Regions from separate parts of the Oryzias latipes genome. Here region 2 is linked to region 1. A link is a contact called in public Hi-C data. All regions are on one chromosome and are shown on one strand. The core of a region is the stretch at or near the end of the contact, and the rest is flanking DNA. Distances in the headings are between cores, read along the strand shown. Region 1 has its middle 9.7 kb from the start of sox2. Region 2 holds the start of LOC101168299 (phosphatidylinositol 3,4,5-trisphosphate 5-phosphatase 2B).

What was found. Hi-C and Micro-C count contacts between places; a contact is called where the count stands out from the background.
Region 2: a contact with region 1 is called in a Hi-C map of gastrula embryo, with 2.0 times the contacts expected there. The contact joins the promoter of LOC101168299 here to the enhancer-like site in region 1. A contact is called at or near these places in 2 of 5 Hi-C or Micro-C datasets (embryo and gastrula embryo).

Annotation. Positions count from the first base shown.
Region 1 is chr10:11,185,021-11,189,817 of ASM223467v1, forward strand. No RefSeq gene overlaps it. Among protein-coding and RNA genes, the nearest start is that of sox2, 9.7 kb to the left of the region's middle. Within about 2 kb of position 2,486, at least 1 of the 8 cell types and tissues checked has an H3K27ac peak or open chromatin away from gene starts, as enhancers often do. A contact at or near this core is called in gastrula embryo, where this site is marked.
Region 2 is chr10:11,220,012-11,224,765 of ASM223467v1, forward strand. LOC101168299 (phosphatidylinositol 3,4,5-trisphosphate 5-phosphatase 2B) reads right to left here and starts at 1,333. Exons shown (of 27, transcript XM_004073200.4): 1 at 158-1,333. The coding sequence starts at 294.

The DNA of each region.
Region 1 (4,797 bases), core at 1,236-3,735:
CTATTTAAACTGCACTTTAATACAATTTGTCTTTTCACGATATAAGATTTAGAGAAAATTAGCAAAAGAAAGTGGGAAAAATTCTATTTTTATCAATTCCAAAAAATGTCCACTGCATCGACATGTGATAAAATATGTGTATTGACTTAATCAATGAATATGTTTATATACAATCCAACCAGATCAATCTGTCTGAGGAAAGTTGTCAATCAAATCAACTCAGAACATTATAAAATTCTTTCAAAATGAAATAAATCAATTATAACTGAAATTGGAAAATACCATTTGAATTGAGGCGTGGTAGATTTATATTACTATAACACAACTATCACAGCGGACAACACACATGTGATGGCAGAAAAAAATGATCAGTCCATCATTCCAGTCCAATGTGTGGAAACACTTTGAATTTAAAGACATGTGACCATACAGTGTGCTAGAATGATCTGTTTGTATTATTTTGATGTGTAAAAAGAACAGTGGGCTGAACTTTAGGACACTAACATATAAATGAATTTGCCATTCATTCTTGTTTATTTGTTTTTTCACATGTATACTTTACACTTAATTATCTTGTAAGAAATAAGGGGAATATGGAAAACTTCACCTGCACTGTTCAGTACTCAGGTGTTTATCTCTGAGTCACACTGGTTGGATTTTGGCTAAATTGGTCATCAGATCGTTCAAAATGAACCAAAATCAAAAGTGAATTGTATTGTCAACCACAAATTATGATATGAGTAGAATTTATGTGACGAATCACTATACTCCAAGTATTTTGCAATAATATAATACTTCTACTCTCAGTTTCTATTAAAGGAACCATGGATTTTAAAGTGCTTCAATGTTGAAAAATAGTTGCTCAAAAGTATAGCTACACTGTAAAGACTGTGATGAAAACATTATCTTTCATTGTCTATTAGTCATTTATTAAACGCTGATTCAAACTCAAAGAAAGTCAAAAAGTTTCTGTTTTCAAAGAGTTTCCAGTTAGTGACCGCTTGTATCTATCCAGCAATTTTAACTTGCCTTTTTATTTTTCCAAAGTGTTTTAAAGAAAAAGAAGATCTTTAAAACAAAAACAATCACAAGTCTGACTTAATTCCCGGAAAGGACAGAAAACGACATCACTGGGCACAAGGGTGAACCAAGAAATTATTTCTGCAACCTAATCTCCTTCCTGGCGTCATCCAGGCCTGAAACCGGAGCGGCCCTTTCCCTCTCTCAAGTGCTGATCTGTATTTTTCATGGATAACTGTGTAAAAAGAGAAACAGGGCCGCTCTACTTAACTAAACTCATCTTTATACAGCACTTTCAATCAACAGCAGACGACACAAGGTGCTGAACACGAAAAGTAAAGAAAACAAACACCAAAACATGTTTTAGTCCTTTGACTCAGACAGAATTAGTATCAGAGTTTTTTTTGCACTAATCTGGCCACACCTCGGCTCTGAGGCAGAAGCCGGTGCTGGCGTAATATCACAGGTGTGTCAGACACAGACAGGCAGAGATTCTGGGGACCTGTGGCGTCTGTACTGGAAACCCACATGAGCACCACCCATCACACACTATTAGCTGCCATCAAAGCTCTAATTTTGCCCTAGCATTACACCCCACTCCCTGAAACCCCCTCCCTCCCCTGCTGGTATGGATGGTGCAGCCTGGTGGGAAAACGACATTCAATCCGCTGTCCGCCCCATTCAGGCCAAATTGGCAAATGACAGCTCTCCACCTCTCAGATTGCTGAAAGTGAAAGGTACCGAGCCTGATTCTCCAAGAGCTGCTGGGGAGGGCAGAGAGGGGAGGAAGGGTGAGAAACAGAGGAAAAGAGAGAAAAAGCAGGGCGAGGAGCAGACCAAGGTGGGTTAACAGCCTCCCTTGTCCTCCTCAGTGGTGATGGTGCTGGACAGAGAACACAGAGAAAAGACAGAGATGAATGGCTACTCAACAGATCAAAGGAACTTCACCACGACCAATGGGGAAAGTTGACCCGAGTCCACTGAATCGGCCACTTTACCACCCCGAGCCGCTCTGAGCGGCGGAAAACAGCATTTGGCCCTATGCAGGTCAACCGCAGCGAGAGGACAGAGTTTAACCTGGAGGATGAGGAGGGGTCCATGCTGACACAGAACCACACGTTTGATGTGTGGCCTCAGCCAGAAAACAACACAGAGCCACATGGAAGCAGAGCCCATGTCCAGAAAAATAACATCTTGTAGCAGCATTTTACTGTGACTCAAAAACACATATGACATATTATGTTAAGATGCTAACTGGCTGGCCAACTGAATGGCGCTCTTACTGCTAATTAAGTGCTAATGGCGGTTCCCCCTGCAGAGAATACTAATTAATGTCCCATTCTTCTGCAGCCTGAGCGCACACTCCAGCGCGGCCTAATGAGGGGAGGCAGGTACGCGTTCTCCCAGGCTGGGTTAATAAGCACAACACAGTGGGTCTGAGTAGAGAGGGCCATACCGGGGGGCCACTTCCTGTTCCCTAATCTTAACCGACCCCCCTCAGAACGCTCACAATGAGTCGTGGAGGTAATGAAAGCACAGGTCCTAGAAAAAAAGCCAGCATGTGTGTGTGTGTCTGTGTGTGGGTGGTTGGGTAGCTCCTTAAAAGTTGTACTCTAAAACTTCATTCTTCAGGGGTGAGTTTGGTAAAACTGAGCGGCTGTTTTCCTACTGGCTGAGTTTTCTCCGCTGCCAGAAAGTGCTGATGTCAATAAGAAAGCAACTTCTGTTTTATTAAGTTTGCAACCGACTGGGGAAGGATGTGCCGCTGCAAAATTACATTACCTGGATGCAGGGAATCAGATTCAAAGTGTCAAAGAATGAGCGGGTGTGCGAGTATGTGAGTGCGTGCGTGAGTGCAAACACCGACTGAGGGTGGTATTGGAATTACCTGAGTGAGATAATGGGGGTGCATTAGATTAACTTTCATTCCCTAAATGCAACACATTTAGGCAATCTTGTCCCCCAAAAACATGTCAGTGTCTGAATGGCCTCCCTCTCGCTATCAGGGGCCTCTGGTCCCCCACGCTGATGCAGCTGGCAAGGCGCTACCGTTGACTGTCAAAACGCAGCGCCAGATCTAGTTATAAAATAATTGAATTTTCATATCAGAGGGGACCAGAGTCCCAGCAGACAATAGGACTGCTGAGTCCTCTCTGATATTGGCTCAGGCCCTTTGCCATGCGCATGAAATCAGTATGTTAATGTTCCGGGGTTTTCTTTTTTTAAGGGCACTTGTGCTCTCGCAATGTACTACCGATGCGGTTTCAAAAAAAAAAAAAAAAATTGCAACTATTGATAAGTAGGCAGCCAGCAAACCCCTCAACCCCTCCTCTCTCCCAACAGGCCCACCCCAGCCCGCCAAGGCTGTAGACATTCTCGCAGCCCTATCCTCCCCCATTATTAAAATTGTAATTTATTTTTCTAAATCAGAATGACAGCTTGCTTTCTTTTCTCCGCAGCAGGCAGTGAATCACCGAGCTTTAATTAGTTTCGTAACTTCTCTGACCCTGCGAGCGCGCCTCTCTGCCGGAGAAAATGGAAGCGGCAACAAAAGCTCCTCTCAGCCCCGGTCGCCTCCGCTTCACTCAAATTTATCAAACTACAGATTTTGTGTGATCTTTCTTAACATTTCACCTCCAATCTTTCTTGCACTTCCTCAAAACACTTCCATTTAAAAACAGCACTGCACTTCCAAGTCTCCTGACCCACCTCTTCAAGAAACTCACGGGATAACCAAACAAGCTAGTTCCAACTCTTTCTCCCCGTGTTTCAGCTGCTTTTCTGTGTGGCTGCTTGAGTTGATTCAACAAAGTCGCAGCAGGTCAAAGCAGCCAGAGGTCAAACTATTATCAGTAGTCTGCCCATATCCAGGCCGCGGCCTTAGCTGCACAGCGACAGGCCGCACAGGGTTCAGAACACTCAATCGGATCACTTCATTGATCTTTGACCTGCTGATATCAGGGTCGAGCTGCAGTCTTAGGGCCGTCAGAGTCAATCATGCAGCAATCAAAGTTGTTATCCATGGCAATACAGGAGCGGCGGATTGACATGAAAGCACGAAAACTCTATACAGATTGTGGCTACAAGGCCAATGAAGAGGACGAGTAAAGTTGGACGAAGACTGAAGATGTTTCTGCTTTGTTCCCTCTGAGTTCAGAAAAGCCGCTTCCAGGCAGAAGGATCCCTGTTTGCTTTGCATGTGCCTGACTTATTAAAGTACCGTAGCTAATATGTTGTAATCCCCGTTATCGCACTCACCTTCTCACTGGCACACCTCTGTTTTGGGCTGTGCCACGGTGTGAACCAGGCCTGCGCCGCCACGGCTGGTCTTTTGCCGACTGATAATTGAATGAGCGATTATCCGTCCCATTAATAGACAATGATACAGAAGGTACTGCCATATGTACAGAATATTAATGAGTGGCTGCAGGGGCCTAGATAAGGGCAGAGCCATGCAGTTGCTGTAATAGGGGTTAAAACAATTTGCCCCCGACCACCCTATCCTTCCTCGCACGCATTTAAACACTGCTCCTGTGCTTCCCTCCTTTCTAATCCACATTCTCTCACTAACTAAGCAGGCTGCCACAGAAAAACCAGAACCCCTCCCTGGTCTGGACTTTACTCAGTGCTTACCTCACTGACACCAAGGACAACCGCTTCCTGTGTTAGCAGCCGAGCTGGGTCAGCAGGCTGTAAAGTCTCACACAAACTGAGAGCAGTTGTTTGAAATATGATGTAAACTCTGCTTTTATTTGAGGCGCATGTCTGATGATTTAA
Region 2 (4,754 bases), core at 83-2,582, 34 kb after region 1:
AACTTCTTCACAAATGGTGTTACAGGTGACACAAATGTCACTTGAGCCTGAAAATCAAGTTACAGTTTAAGGACATCCTCTTAAATTGAATTGAACTCTTTCTCTTTTAAATGGCAGAATCTGTGTGTGAGCGTGTGTGTGTGTGTGTGTTACTTACAACAGGCATAATGCATAGGCTCCTGGCACAGACTCGCTGTCCCTTACTAGAAAGCTGCCATCCCGCCCTGCCCGGGCCAATAGCTCCTCTGCATGCACACGGCTGATGTCACGATGATACCATGGTGCCAAAGCCATGCTCAATGATGCATCGAGGTGTCTTTATAAGAATAATCCACATCAGGTGATGGTCTTCACGCAGCACGTCCAAATTTGCCAAGTCAGGTTTGCTGATGAGTTTTCTCTGAAGTCACTGAAGCCACTCAACTAATTAGCATCAAAGTGCATTGATCCTCTTGAGATAATAATTTACCCATGATCCTTTTTGCCAGTGTCTCAGAGAACGCTTCTTGGGTCACTGCTTTGCTTTTAGCCATCCGTTCTATGTCACTGAAAGAGGAAAACAACATCCATCGAATTCTTGGGTTGATCCAGTCCAGCACTCCCTGAAGTCCTCAGCAGAAGCTCCAGTCCACCATTTGGATGAAACCTTGTGTAAAGACGTTCATTTCCCCTCCTAGCTAGCAAGCTGTGGCGCATTAGTGCATGTGTGGCACAAATGACCACACACCACAAACAACAATGCAACTTAAAAGAGAAAGATGTTCAGGAAAACACAGCAGAAGTAGCTACGGTGAGCCACTGGCACCACCTCCACCTCAACCCCACATGCAAGCATGAGAGAAAGAGAAATCGAGGATGGCAAAACAGATAGAGTGAGTCGCACACACACAGGACCCTTTCACGCACACCGCAAAGGCAGAAACACTCCAGATGGAACTCAGTCAGCACTAAACCAGACAGGCATGCAACAGAAACCAGACTAATTCAAATGATTCCCCAGCTCTCTTGCCATATAAGGGAAAAGGAACACCCTCCAGTGGGTTTAGCTGATGACAGCAGATGTCTTTGTTTCTTCCAAGTCCAGATTCCATCTACAGCATGTCTAGATGGACGTGAGCTCCAGGAGTTTTAACTTTCTCTCAGCGTGTCCTGTCAGAGGACGTGCACTGCAGTGGTCTCCAGCGGTTCTTTGCTGTGCTGTCAGAGCAGAGGGAGGGATTGAAGAGGCAGAGGACAACTCGTCAGAGTGCGGGGCAGACAGAGGAAGTGACTCCACATTCCAGATGGCGGACATAGCCAGAAGGATTCTTGTGAGGGGCTCAACTACACCACCAGTGTGTGAAACAGCACACTACTTCCTTTTTCTCGCTCTTTTCCTGCCTTACTTTCTCCTGCCTCTGCTGCTTTCCTGCCTCCTTCCTAAACCAACAAGCAGCGCTCTCTGCTTTTCACTCACACAACATGTTCTGCCTTCCCTCATTTTTTCAATATTTTCATCTTTGAACTCTTGTTGGCAGATTTACCACAAATATTTCTCAATCACGCCCCTCTGCTCTTGATCACTCCTTCCTTCTCAGCAGACCGCAGTCTCCATATGGTTATGATCACGTCAGACGTTCTTATTTTTGGTGTCTTAGCACATTGCCCACTACTCAGCCCTCATCAGCTCCTCCCACTCCATTAGCTGGAGCATTAAACTTTGTGGGAAGCTGTTTGGTCCCACATTTAATGTTTTGCCGCTGACAACTCAGCACAATCATGCTCAACACCAACCACAACTCCCATAAAACAAATAGACACAATTTGATGATGCATCGTCTTCATTATCCATCCTGAAACACTTTTGCTGCTTGTTGCTATCATATCTAACTGAAAACTAAAACAGAGGTTAAACCTACAACACTTACTTTTTTTAATTTAGCTATATTAAATTGTTAAGTAGAAAAAACTAAAGTGAGATTGATGGAAACCCAGTCATTTATTTGACCATCTGTGGAGGAATCAACAGGATTTACTAAAATTATTAAATGGTTTTAAATTGATTTTCCTTTGGGGAGAATTAGGTTTAGAAATACAGACATTGCTCCCAAGTCAATTTCAACTAAAAGTCATCATCAATGACTTTAAAATTTGTTTACTTCAAGTCAAAAGCACCTTAAAAAAACCATTAACTGTCACTGGAAAGTTTCAGTTTGCAACAAAGTTATTAAAGACCCTCTCCAAAAAACATTGCGGTGTTGGTGTTTTAACATGCTCTCATAGCATTTTTCTCATGATGGAGAATATATATATATATATATATATATATATATATTTATAAATTCATATTAAAATAGCATTTCTGAGTATTTCTTTATGTAAATCGTTGTGAATTAGGAGTGTTGTGTTATTTATATTGAGGGAAACAAATAAGCCGTATGCTTGTTAGGGCGCTTTATTCGAACATTCCTTGGACAGTCTTCAACATGTGTCTCTCAGTCTAGCCACGCTTCCCGCTGCCCTGACACATCCGTGACGTCATATCATCGCGACCCTGTAGTTCTTTAACGGATTTCTATTTAAACAATGGCATAACACCACAAGGAGCAGACACAAAGCATGAAAAATCTTGTCGTTGGAGTGCATCAATACAAATGAGTTTAGAAACAATATAATGAAAAAACATGAAGACATTTGATAAATTATGTGACATCTGCTGGAATTCTGTTTTTAAATAGATGTTTTAAACAATGTAACAATAGTAGCAAAAATACATTAGAGTATCTATTAGAGTCATAGGTTGTGACATACATTTTCTAATTTTAAATAAAAATAACTTTTCAGTTTCATATAATTGTGATTTTAAATGTGTTACTGATAATTGTGAAGGTTTAAATAAACAAATCCTTTCAAAATACTAGAAACACAAAATGTCATTGATCGAACCTTATGGACATTTATTTGTATCCTAACATTTCTTTTCAGTTGTTGAGAAAGACCTAATGAAATATTGTCTAATGTCTAAATTTTATGTCAAAATATTTATTTTTCGAATGTCAGAGCATGATGCAATGCAATGCATCAAACCCGCTTATTGTTTATTTTCCACAAAGCAAGCCACATTAAGTAAGCTTAATTGTCAGAGGAATGACAGCACTATCATATTTTCCAGTCAAATACTTTATAGAGGAAGAACTTTATCAAATGAATTTCCATATTTGATTGAGGTTTTCTGAGCATTCCTTTGTTTTAAAGGCAGCATTTCAGTCAGAGTGAGATCCGGAGCATGTGTGAGTCATTCCAGATGTAACCTGTCATTTTCTTTAAGGACAGAAAAATGCATTGTCGTGGAAACCTGTCCAAACAAGCAACACAGTCATAAACTTTGACATGTGAAATGCTATCTGAGGCCAGTGGAAACCTGGAATACACAGCGTTATTTTGTTACTGTAAGAAGTATTGTGTGGTTTGACCTTGATAGCTTGGAAGGAAGAAAACATCCATTGATGGAATACTCTGTTCATTCAGTATGGTTAGGGGGAAAGCTTATGATTAAGGCACATATTGCTGCCCTAAGTTTGTCCTGGCACTGCCCGCACAAACTTGTACGATGAGTACTAGTCATGATGGGTGTATCATTGTCTGCTTCTGTTCTCAACCTGAAGTGAACATCACCTTGGAAAAGAGTAGACTGAACTCATCAGACCACATGACCATAAAGCCCTTGTTTCCTGAATAACATCACTGAGAGGCTGTTTTTTTAAAACACATTTCCTTAAGCCCTCTTTGTATTTTGTACCAGTGTGAAAATAATTCTTATGTTGCTAAACAATGTAGCTTTTGAGTTCTGCTGCTGTTTTTTTACACAGTAGCCGCGGTCATATGGACAAAAGTAATCGGAATAAACACCTGATCAGAATAAAAATGTGTCAGACTCATTCGGATCAAATTTTTTTTGTTTGTAAGCAGGGGAGGGTGCTTTGTTACAGTGTGTGCTCTGGAGGAGGCTTTGGACTGCAGTCCCTCCGCCTGCCCAGTGTGAGCGAGCTGCAGGACTCAGGAGAACCGTGTTTTCCAGTAGAACTGGGTCTCAGAGCAGCTTTTGGACAGTGTGTGTCAGAGCTGGCGGAGGCGGCTCTTCAATGCAGAAATGCCGCGCAGTCCTTAGAAACAATCATGTGGATTTGTGTTACCAGTCTTGTTCAGACAAAATAAAGGCTGATGTTATTCCCTCAATAATATTCTAGTGAGCTGTTAACATTCAGGGACATGGCTGGTGCCATCTGCTCTGCTAAGAAGATCTGCAACCTCCCTTCACAACATCAGCCGCACATCTGCAGCGTCTGGAGACATACAACCAAGATCACACCGGACCCCTCCCACTCTACAGGTCCCTGTCAGCCTCTCACTTCTAGCAGGAGGATCTGTTCACCAGGATCAAACCAGATCGCTGCCTCGGTTTGTTACCAGACCCCCCCCCCCCCCCCCAACACACTCATTTACACACAAACAAAAAAATCTCCCTATTTGAGCTGCACTGCCTTCTTTTTAATCTGTGCACAGTTATTTTGACTTTTATTATATTTAGATTATTATTATTTGTTGTTTAAAATTCTATGTAGTTTCATTATTTGCATCAAACACCAAAGCAAATTTTATAAGGCACCCTTTGTCATTCACAGCAATAGAAACCTCCTGATTCTAAATCTAATTCCTGGTAAATAACCAGCTGCATTGAGTTTAAACACTGATAAACAACCAAACAACGGTTCTTC